2 separate regions of the Capsicum annuum genome follow, and region 2 is linked to region 1. The links are chromatin contacts, called in public Hi-C maps. All regions are on one chromosome and are shown on one strand. The core of a region is the stretch at or near the end of the contact, and the rest is flanking DNA. Distances in the headings are between cores, read along the strand shown. Region 1 holds the start of LOC107870342 (glycine--tRNA ligase, mitochondrial 1). Region 2 has its middle 5.7 kb from the start of LOC124898702.

Region 1 (6,070 bases), core at 1,153-3,652:
TTATATGCTATTTTATTAGGACTCTTCAAAAATGTCAACGGGTGCGTGTTGGACTTTAAAAGTAGTTCATTTTTGAAGGATCCAACACAATGCAGCATCATTTTTGGAGAGTCCGAGCAATATAGATTCTAAGGAAGGATATTTGCTTAGTGAGAAAGTGCTGGGCACCCCTAAAACCCTTACTGAACTATTGTTACCTATCTTCTTTAGGTTAATTTTTAAATATTAGCTAAGGCATATTCAAGAAATATCAACCAAGGTTGTGGCTTAGTGGTCAATAACTAGGTTGAATCAAAGTTTCAGGTTCAAACACTAGGTGAGTTTTTCCCATTTGTGCTAATAGACAGAGTTAAGTGGCACCTATTGCTGGTTGCTGGTGGGAGGTGGCAAGTATCGCGTGGAATTAGTCGAGTTGCGTGATATTGGCCGCAACACAACGTTTAGCGAATATATAAGGAAATAGCTATACAAATTGTTTGCCACAACCAAAATGCAAATCCTCCGGTTCTTACTGTGTTGACTATAAGCATTCTGATTGGAGGTCAATGAATTGAAACTTGTAAGAACATTTTCAAAAATTTAAATAGAAATTCTAAATGCCCTTCATCTTCCAATTTAATCCTGCATAGAGCAGAAGGGATACATAGCATTCACGAGACAAAAAACATTAGGTAATTTCTTCCCATATGTTATAGTCTTGGTGGACACAGTCACCTAGTACCTAATGTGAGTGGGAGGTAGCAAGTATCTCGCGGAATTAGGAATTAGCCGAGGTGTATGCAAGCTAGCCCAGAAACCACAATTATTAAAAAAAAAAAACTAAGTGATTTTTTCCCATATGTCCTAACCTTGGTGGACAGAGTCACAGAGTCACCTGGTAGCTAATGCGGGTGGGGTGTACGCAAGCTAGACCAGAAACCACAATTATTAAAGAAAAAACTAGGTGATTTTTCCCATATGTCCTAACTAACCTTGATGGAAAGAGTCACAGAGTCACCTAGTACCTAATACAGGTGGTAGGTAGCAGGTACCTCGCGGAATTAGGAATTAGCTGAGATCAAGCTGGTCCGGACACCACAATTATTAAAACACAAAAACACTAAATTATTTCTTCCAATATGTCCTAGCCTAAGTAGATAGTGTCATCAGGTACATTGTGGGTGGGAGATGACAGGTATCTCGTGGGATTAGTCGTGGTGCATGCAACTTGTCCCAGACACCAGGATTATCAAAAATTAATAGGTGATTTCTTGCCGTCTGTTATAGCCCTAGTGGACAGTGTCATCGGGTACCTATTGTGGGTGAAAGTTGGCATGTATCTCATGGAGTTAATCAAGGTGCACGCAAGCTGATCCGGCCACCACAATTATTAAAAAACAAAAACACTAAATGATTTTTTCCCATATGTCCTAGCCTAAGTAGATAATGTCATCGGGTACATGTTGTGGGTGGGAGATGGCAGGTATCTCATGGGATTAGTCGTGGTGCATGCAACCTGGCCCAAACACCATGATTATCAAAAATTAATAGGTGATTTCTACCCATCTGTCATAGCCTTGGTGGACAGTGTCACCTGGATATAGCCTTGGTGAACAGTATAACCTGGTACCTATTGCGGGTAGCAGGTTGCATGTATCTCATGGAATTTAATTAAGGTGCACACAATCTAACACGAACACCAGAACTATTGCAGGTCATAGGTGGCAGGTATCTCGTGGAATTGGTCGAGTTGCGCTACAGATAATTCACTAACATGCCAAAACTAATTGATTCACTAAAATACTGAAACACTAATAGTATGCTCATGAAAAAATGGAAACTAACCTGGCGCCAGAAAGCGAGTACATTCGACTTAACAGAACAACCAGGAGGACCATAATCATAAAGACCAGCAACACCTCTATATATCTTAAACGACGGAATATAAAACAACCGTCGTTCAAGTGTATTCACAACATTCTGTCTAAACGCATCTCTACTCGCAGCCGAAATACCACCAGCACCACCACCAATAGCAGCTTGTAACTTACTCTCAATATCCGCTTTCTCGAGTTTCAACGCATTCAATGCTTGTACAGCAGCATCGATTTCCGACTTCGATGCACCTGATGACTTTAATTGACGAACGGCGCCGCCTTGGATTTCGATGGTTGATTGTTTTTGTGCGAGTGTTCGGCGAAGTGAGTTTTCGTCGGCGTAGGCGGTGGACATTGAGCCGGAAGAATGAGGAGCTCCGATGTAGGGTTTAAGGGAGAAATGCGTGGGGTTTACGCGGCGGCGGCGGAGGGAAAATGCGTAAATAGTCAGAGTATGAAGGATACGCATGCAGCACTAAAGCGTTAGTCCACTAGGTTTTTCTAGGTGGGGGTAACACAACATTAAATTAGTTGGAAAAAAAATACAACATTAAATTAGTTGGAAAAAAAATACAACATTAAATTAAATTAAAACATAAGTTACAAACATTAAAAAATGACAAAATAAGTAAATAGATTTCTGAATTTTTTGACTTTTCTCGTATTGATGTCTCAACTAAGTCATGTACCTATTAAACTCTGAAATTCTTCATAAAATGTGTCAATTGACCACATTTCTCCCAAAATATTCTTATTTCCTCAAAAATGTGAGAAACCGTAATTTATTCTTATTTATGTTCTTTTTTAAAAAAAAATTCTTCTTATCAGTTGAAGGTAAAATTCCTCCAAAATATTATAATCTGAGTTCTTGTGCAAAAATTATTTAATGGGATGTGTGAAAATAGAGAAAACTAATCGTTTTTTAATAAAGTGAATGATGGTTCGAAGTTGGTCAATGGATGCATTAGATGGGTTTCACCGACGATTAGACAGAAAATGAGGTGAAGGTCGTTGCGAGTGTTTTGGTGGTGGTTTAGTGGTGTTGGGAGGGTGGCTGGTTATGTTGGAATGGCGTTTTCCAGCGAAGATTTCACCAAAAAAAAATTTGAATCGTGTGGGTCTCTTCTTTGTTATTGTTGCTTGTTGTTGTATATAAGTATGTTTTGTATTTTTACTCTTTTTCTTCCTCTTATGACTGTTGGATGTTGTTTTGGTAGAAAATGGAGGAGTGAAGATGAACTTTTAATGGTGGAAAGGGATGAAAGACTAGAGGAAGAAGGCGGCAAAAAAATAAAATTATTTTTTTTAACAAAAAATTAACTTTTTTTCTTGGATGACATGTAATTTTATCGTTGGTTATAATTTTCATGTCATGGCAATTGACTTTCACGCGTCAAACCTAATATGAAATTATGCAATTTGTGCTTAATTGACACATTTGTGAATAAATAAAGGGTTCAATAAGTACATGACTTAATTAAAGTGTCAATACGAAAAGTCAAAAAATTCATGAGTCTATCTATATATTTTGCCTTTAAAAAAAAGTAATTAGGAGTAATGTTTTTAAATATAATTTAAGTTTTCTACACTATTCTGTAAAAAATATTTTACACCATCAGTTAAACTTAATTTTCTGTTACAATTACCCAGGCAGGTCAAGTGTGCAAAAAAAAATGCTTTTAAGTTTTTTTTTTAATCTCACATTAGCACCAGAGGTGATACTAATTCACTCAAAAGTTGTTTAGGGGATAAATAATTGCCCGTAAAATTAAGGCTAAAGTAAATTTGACGGACAAATTTAGAGGTGCTTTGATATTTTTTTCTCTATTAAAAATAACAACAACAATGTGTTGTATAACCATGCAAAGTGAATTTTAAGAAGAGTAGAATATACACAGACTTTATGCTTACCTTAAAGATAGAGAGTGTTTTCGATAGACATTTGGCTTAAGAAAAAAAAAAGTTCAGAGAAAGTTCAAAACAAAAAAAACAAAGAGCCGAAGTAAAAATTAACAGATAGTACAAGACAATAACAACAATAAATAATACGACAGTCAAAGTTCAACAAATTAACAATAAGTAATTATATAAGTCAAGGATCAAAAACTACATGAGCAATACGAAAACTACTAGTATGGATCATAAATAATTAGACAACACACTATTACATGTTAACTTTCTACTATAGTCATTATCCTCTATAACCTCTTATCTTAGATTATGTCCTTGATAAGTTGAAACTTTGTCATGTCATGTAATGTCTAATCACCTCTTTCGATAATTCTTCGGTCTACCTCTCTCTCCTCAAATTATTCATAGCCATTTTTCACACCTCTGCTCTGAGGCATCTGTACGTCTCATCTTCAGGTCATCTTGATCTCACTTTTTGCATCTTGTCTTCCATCAAATTGCCTACCTTGTCCTTTATATCCTAATTTCTAATCATAACTCTTACTATTTCCACACATCCATTGTAATATTCTCATTTCGATAGCTTTCAACTTTTAAACACGAGAGTCCTTGACTAGCATCAACACTCCATCCCATACAACATAATAGTCTAGCTACTACTATCAGAACTAGTATTTAAGTTTTATTGGCATTTTCTTGTTACATAATATTTCGGACGCGAACTTTCATTTCATCCATCCTATACCGTATTGGTGAGTGACATCCTCATCAATTTCTCAATTCCTTGGATTATGAATGCAAGATACTTAAAACTTTCTCTCTTTTGAATGATTTGTAGATTTTACACTGACCTCACGCATTACATCACTAAACTTATACTTTAGATATTCGATCTTGGTCCTGCACTCCTGTTCAACCTAAACTCTATAGATTCTGTGGTCTATTTTCATTCCTCCAGTTTAGCGTTAACCTTGTAGCAAGTTCTTCGTGTTTCTCTGTAACACCCCGTATTTTCAAACTAGAAATCGGACCGTCGTTCCTATGTGTGAAAGCTCTAATTTCATGGTTTATATTTAAATTCATGTGTCATGATCTTTCTCCTAGTATATGAAGTGATTATGAGGTGAAAATGTTCATAGAAATCGCTTAAAGCAAAGTTAAGCTAAGAATCCTTCATTCGTCCAAAGTTTGATATTCGATTCTACAAAGGTCCACTTTGAACGTGTGTAACTTTTGATACACATAAAATTCTCCAGCTCAAGACCTACCAAATTGTATATAATTTAATTAGCTTTCCAACGATAACAATTTTGCCTAAATCCGTTAACCGAGCGAAAAGTTATGGCATTTTTCGTATGAGGCAGTAAACCGACGTGATCTTGACGCGTTGCGTCGACTGCGCTCCGATACAAAACCTGACGCGAATCTAAACTATTTTTTTGCGTTATTTCAATTCTTAAAGGATTTAGGGGCACTTTAGTCATATTTCCTCACCCAAATTCGATCCTTAATCATCCTTAAACAAAATTAAGCTTTTTAGTAATGTTTTAACTCTCTCAAGATCCCTAATTCATCTTTCAAGAACACAAGAGGAGAAAACAACTAGGGTTTGGGCAATCAAGCTTAAAGGTCCAATCTTTTCAAAATTTCTTCGTGATTCTTTGCAATTAAGGTACGTGGGGCTATCCTAAATCTCATGGGCATGGTTTTATGATTTTACAAGCTTTGAAGATATTTATGTATGTATATGAAAAAGGGTTTTGGTTAATTGTTTTAAGAGCATGCATTGTGGAATCAATTTGATGGAATTATGAAATTGTCATGGGATTTTCTATAATTTTGATTTATAAATCTTGTGCTTATGTGATTTGAATCCGAAAGATGATTTACGAATGTAATTTGTGAAATTTCACTCCCCATGATGAAATTTACAAACCTTGCATGATAAAATTTGTGAATTGTTTTTGAGAGCATGAATTAAGAGCCCCTCTTTTTATCATGAAATTTGTGTATAACTAACGTCGGGGGCTGATTTGTGAATGATGGGAAACTCTTGAGTTTTAAATGTCTCTTTAATCATTATGCATGAGTAGAATAAATGGAATGGCTACTATGTTTTCAAGATTTGTAAAGAGTGTATTTGAATGAGTTTAATGTGATTTTGATGATAAGAACCCTCATGTGACTTGATAAATCTTTGATGGTCATAAATATATTTTTTTGAATAAGAAGGGGTGTGGAATGATGTGATGTAAATGACTTGCAAGTCGGGGTATAACGATACTCCTTTATGAATTGCCCTT
Region 2 (5,809 bases), core at 70-2,569, 130 kb after region 1:
CCATACAACATGGTCTAACTTCTTTTTTAAAAAAATCCGTATTAATTTGTATTCGAGTTACATTCGATTCGTCGTGTCACTATGTTGGCCCGTCTAACCCAAGAAATTTATGAGTCATTTCAAATGCAATTGTATCAAGTCAACAAATTAATCGTAGTCCAACCCATTAAAACTTAATTTAGTTAAATAGATTACCAAAAAAATTGAATTAATTTTACCGCTTCTAAATTTACAGAAATGAAGAGATGGAGGCGAATGATGATGGTCTCACTGATTCATCTTCTTCAATTGCTACTAACAATGGGTTGCCTGGGGTTATGTATCCATATGGACAGTTCAGACAGTAAACTTAAGATGACTTTGAGCTTCAATATCCATGCTAGAATAATGTTTTATTGTTTAAACTTTGTTTGGAGTATTGTATTCTTGCTCACTTACAATTAGAATAAAAAATATGACTTTTTAAAATCTCTTATGCGTAAAATTAAAAATCTCTAATAAAAAGACCTTTTTCAATTGCTTTCACTCTTATGATGTATACTAGTAAGCTACCTATGCTAATAATAAATAAATGTAATGTCAATTATTTCCTTATTTTTGAACCTGGACATGAAATTTAGTTGCATGATGCTAATAATAGCCCACGTTCTTCTTATTGCGAAAATAATGCCGTCACTTTTAGCCGAGAAAATATGTTGTTGTATCTATATCTAATCCTTCAAAAATGCAATAGTGCATTTTTGGAAGATCCATCATGCACTTAGTGACATTTTGAAATTTGAAGAGTCCTAAAACATATATAGCAAGAAAGTATCCAATTATGGTTTAAAACAAAAACAAAAGAGGAAGGGGAAAGGAAAGGCAAAGCCAATTATGCTTCATGAATAGATGAACTTTTAATGAAATCTTTGTTCTGTTCTCCTAATCACATGAAGCCATGAACTCCTTCAGCAGGATCTGTATACTTATTTCTCACACACTAAAAAATAAAAATAAAAATAAAAATAAAAAATAAAAAATCTCCAGATTCAGTTGGATAATTGTTCTTTGTAAGAGTTCCGAATCGAATCTCTTTAGAAAGAAGATCTTTTGTCTCATGGTAGCCTGCTCCAGTCCCCTTACGAAACTTTCGTTATTGGGTTAGCCATACACTTCACATGTTTCTTGCATTAGCGGTTAATACGTTGTAATTGGATAAGTTATTAGGAATATGACAGAACGAAAGACCAAGGAAAGAAAGAATGTCCAAGATTTATTTCTTATCCTCCTAGCTAGTCAGATCGACGATTTTTCACCTTAGCCCTGTTGAACTGATTCCATTTGGCACTACTTCATCCACGACTCGGATATTCTTCTGCAAATTTACATGTATCAACATCCTGGCCACCTCTTCGGACACAAACCAAGCCGAAGTCTCTACATATGGCCCTGACCTAGAAAATCAACAGATAAACATATCCTATTTCTTCTCCGAAACATTATAAGAGCATAACTTCAGTCCAACATAAAGGAGGTATCTTAATTTACCTGCTCAGGTATCCAAATGCCAGGTGTGCTGAAAGATTCTAGCAGATCAGAACCACATACTAGCATGACCTTGAGGTCTTCTGCAAGAAAAATAACCACTGTTTTGAACTTTAACGGAAGTTTGTTAAAGTCTTCTCCAGATAGAAGGGCATGTTCACTTTTGAGCAGTTTCTTAAGGTTGCATAGCGACTTAGGTAATAAGTAATTTATTAGGTAGTAAGAAACATGCGCATTGATTACGATAAGTGGGACAAGTTGAGTGATGGAAGTGAAAATATTCAATTTTACAAACTGAACATCAAATCTGTAGAACATCACATTCAATTTGAAGCTGAGAAAGTACACATCAGTACACAACAAAGCTACCTCCACAAGAGAAATGAACTGCACAGTGATCTACTAACTAATCGCTCAGAGCTTTAGACAATGAAGAAGCTAGGCTTCAACAACTAAATCACTTGCTTCGGAAAATAGTTTCTTCTTACTTTTCCTTCAACTATAAGTTGGTAACAACCAAAACATATACTAAGCATGCAAAGTTTCTTCTTTACCTTCCAAGGGGAAAAATTGTGAGCAAGAACTTGGAGATGAAACCCACCAGTTCATGGGCAAGGAAGATCTGCAGATATGAGCGTGTAGAGTTTGATAATCGTACACCACGTATTGCAACTCCTAAGTAAAGCCAGAGTGCAGAGAAATTGCAAAATGGGCGTGTAGAGTTTGATAATTGTACACAACGTATTGAAACTATACTAACATGTTACATGTTAAATAAGATGGAGGCATAAAAACGAATGCTAAAGATTTCTGCAAGCTAACATTATCACACATATGGCTCTTGTAAAAAATGGAATAAGGTAGTATGTTTTCTCCTTTCCCTTTTCTCTGTGTATGTGTGTGTGGGGGGGAGGGGGGGGGGGGGGGGGGCTGGAGGGGGAAAAAAAAAAATTTTCTTTCACTAAAAACATAGGAACGACATAATATTTATCAAAAAGAAAAAGCTGGTTTCGGTAGGATTGCAAGTTTCTCATGTAACCATTGACCATTAATCTGAATTTCGATCAACAGTATTCCAACAGACTGACTTATGTCAATTATGGATCTTACCAGTGGATGCCAAACTTCCATCAATGACAGCGGTTTTTATTCTAGAAAGAACTGTAAATGTTCGTTGATAGCTATCCTGACTTGCCTGCACAAATAATTTCAAGCAAAATCATAGACGGGATGAAGGTAATTTAGTTTGTCCCAGACTGCGGCAGTGGTGTAAATACGTCATATATAAAACTGGGTGATGCAATCATACCAAGTAGTACCTTAATATTGCTCACATTAAAAAGGGAGGTTTTGGGGATTCTTTTTCTGGTGGAGAGGAGGAGGAGGAGGAGATAAATAGATTGATAGAGAGAGAGAGAGAGAGACCTCCCAGCGATCCGTCATAACAAATTCTGAGCTTTTACAAGCTAACTCACACATTGCAACACGATGTTCAGCAGATACAAGACTCTACAAAAGTACGGAGGAAATACATTAGTAAGATCTTTCCTGTGTGTTAGTAACAATGAAACAAGATACAAAGCATGTTCCACTTCTTAAAACATATTTGACCTGCAAAAGTGCTAAGACAGCAAGAAACTACACCTCTCGTGACTAGAAAGGACATGATAGTACATTTCTCCCCTTACAAGTTATACATTTTGAAGTTCCTAAAGCTATGCTACCTTCTTCTTAGATGCATCATTTACTGGTGACATGTAACCTCCAATCACACAAAATCCTTCTGAAGTCAATGCATCTCTTGCCAACTCTGAATCAATATAGCAAAAAGTTCAGCAAAACCCAATAAACAGACTAAACGAACTGCATTTTCTTAAAATCATATTAACTCTGAGCAGCTTATGTACTGGAGGAGTTAGGACTATACATGACTTGTCGCTTTTATCTGAATAGAAGAAAAAACATGGAGGATTCTTTTCCTTGGTACCCACACACATACACCTCCTTCAATCCACAATCTCCCTCCCCGAGTGGGAATAAAGGGATAAAAAGAAGAAGAAAAAGATCAGCGAGAGAAACATAGTAAAGGTTGTATAATACGTACCAAAACAACGCAAGTGCATATAAGTTGGAGGATTAAAACTTCCTGTTGATACAAGAACTACATATGTCCTTTTCCTAGTAGGAAGAGTGAGAGTTAGCAAGTTTCTGTAGGAGGGGTCGAATAGGGGGAAGAAGGGTAAAGGATAGGAAATAAATGAAATCCATAATAAACCTAAATATGTAGGCAACTATGCATATTCATGTCTTGCTTCTTTTCACTTTTTTATGCATGCCTTCTAAGACATTATGGAAGTGTTTCAACCCTACTTCAATTGTGAGAGTTGTCACTCTGGAAAATAGACTCGGAAACTACTCAACTTTGCTTCCTTGTAATAAACTTTTAAAAAAAAAAAAACCAATTTGTTCCTTGTATTTAACTTGTCCATCCCCTTTCCAACATGAATACCAGTACGTTTCTTAAAAAAGTGAAAACTACGTCGGGTAGCTCTACATCATAAACAAGCATAATTCATGACAAACTGTGAATTGGCAGCTCCAATGGAAGAACAAAAGGCAAATGGGCATCATAAAACAACATTACAAGTGAATCAACATTGAAACTTTGATGTGACAATCTACTAGACATTGAATCAGACACTAAAAACTAATGTTAGAAAGGCTAGTCCAAGATCACATACTAAAGTTACCTCCTCTCAGGACTTGGTGAAAAACTAATGTTAGAAAGGCTAGTCCAAGATCACATACTAAAGTTACCTCCTCTCAGGACTTGGTGGCCCCTCCACTTGTTTTAATAAATCCAAAGACAACTTATCCAGCGGCAAAGCAATATCAGTCTTACCTATGAATTTAAGCAGAATGGTTAGCAAGAAAACAACTTTTACATGAATATCACCATTCTCTATTCCATTTTCTGGTGTAATTCCTTAATTTGCACACTTTTTAGGCTTTTCTTTGTAACAGTTCGTTTAAGCTTGCAATCGAAGGAATAAGTTCCCTATGTTGAGTATTTTAAGTGTTTGTTACATCAACAAACAACTGTAAAACCAAGAAATAGACTCGATTAAGCATCTTCCAGCAAGGAGTTCCAACTAAGAAATCACTAAGAAAGCAAATAAGGAAAATGCATTTCACTAGTAAAAATCTAACAGCTCATTCAGACATTTTACCAAACAGGTAATGCGCATTTCATAACTCATTTTTCTCAACACAGCATCTTGAATCAAACAGCTCATTCAGACATCTTGAAGCATCTAACATGAAATAACAACCTAGGATAAATATTATTTGTCCCCGAAAATCACCACATTTTATAAATATTCATGGATTAAACTAAATCACAGTCGTTTTGCATGCTCGCTACTGATATAGGAACAATATTTTTACATGAATATCAGCATTCTCTAGTCCATTTTCCGGTATAATTCCTTAATTAGCACACTTTATAACAAACAAACAAAAAGTCAAAATTGACTACTTACTAGACATATTGTTGGTGAAGAATATTTTCCAGCAAGGAATTCCAACAAACACAATCATTAAAGAAAGCAAATAAGGAATAGGCATTTCCCTACTAAAAATCAAACAGTTCATTTCAGGCATTATACCAAACAGTTAATAGGCATTTCACAACTCACTTTTCTAAACACAATATCTTGAATCAAACAGCTCAGTCAGACAAATCAAAGCATATAACATGAAAGCAACATAGGATAAAGACTACTGGTCCCCAAAAATTACCACATTTTATGAATACTGAGGGATTACATTAAATCACTACCTTTAACGTGCTCGCTAATGGTAAATGAACAATCTTTTTACATGACTATTACCATTCTCTATTCCATTTTCCAGTATAATCCCTTAATTTTCATACTTTCCAGAATTTAAAAAAATTCTTGTATGTGTTCGTTAGATCAACATATAACTGTAAAGACAAGCATACTCTCGATTACTCACTTTTCTAAACACAATATCAAGAATCAAACAGCTCATTCAGATGACTGGAAGCGTATAACATAAAAAGCAACATTGGATAAAGATTACTCGTCCCCAAAAATTACCACATTTATGAATATTGATGGCTTAAATGAAATCACTACCTTTAACATGCTTCCTAATGGTAAATGAATAATCTTTTTCCATGAATGTTACCATTCTCTGTTCCATTTTCCGGTGTACTCCCTTAATTTTCACACTTTCTAGAAAAAAGAAATTCTAACTT

Evidence for each region. Hi-C and Micro-C count contacts between places; a contact is called where the count stands out from the background.
Region 2: a Hi-C map of leaf shows a contact between it and region 1, with 3 times the contacts expected there. The contact joins the enhancer-like site here to the promoter of LOC107870342 in region 1. A contact is called at or near these places in 2 of 5 Hi-C or Micro-C datasets (leaf and placenta).

Annotation. Positions count from the first base shown.
Region 1 is chr5:13,142,178-13,148,247 of UCD10Xv1.1, forward strand. LOC107870342 (glycine--tRNA ligase, mitochondrial 1) reads right to left here and starts at 2,403. Exons shown (of 9, transcript XM_016716835.2): 1 at 1,825-2,403. The coding sequence starts at 2,325.
Region 2 is chr5:13,274,837-13,280,645 of UCD10Xv1.1, forward strand. It overlaps the pseudogene LOC107870340. Among protein-coding and RNA genes, the nearest start is that of LOC124898702, 5.7 kb to the right of the region's middle. Within about 2 kb of position 1,320, at least 2 of the 5 cell types and tissues checked have an H3K27ac peak or open chromatin away from gene starts, as enhancers often do. A contact at or near this core is called in leaf, where this site is marked.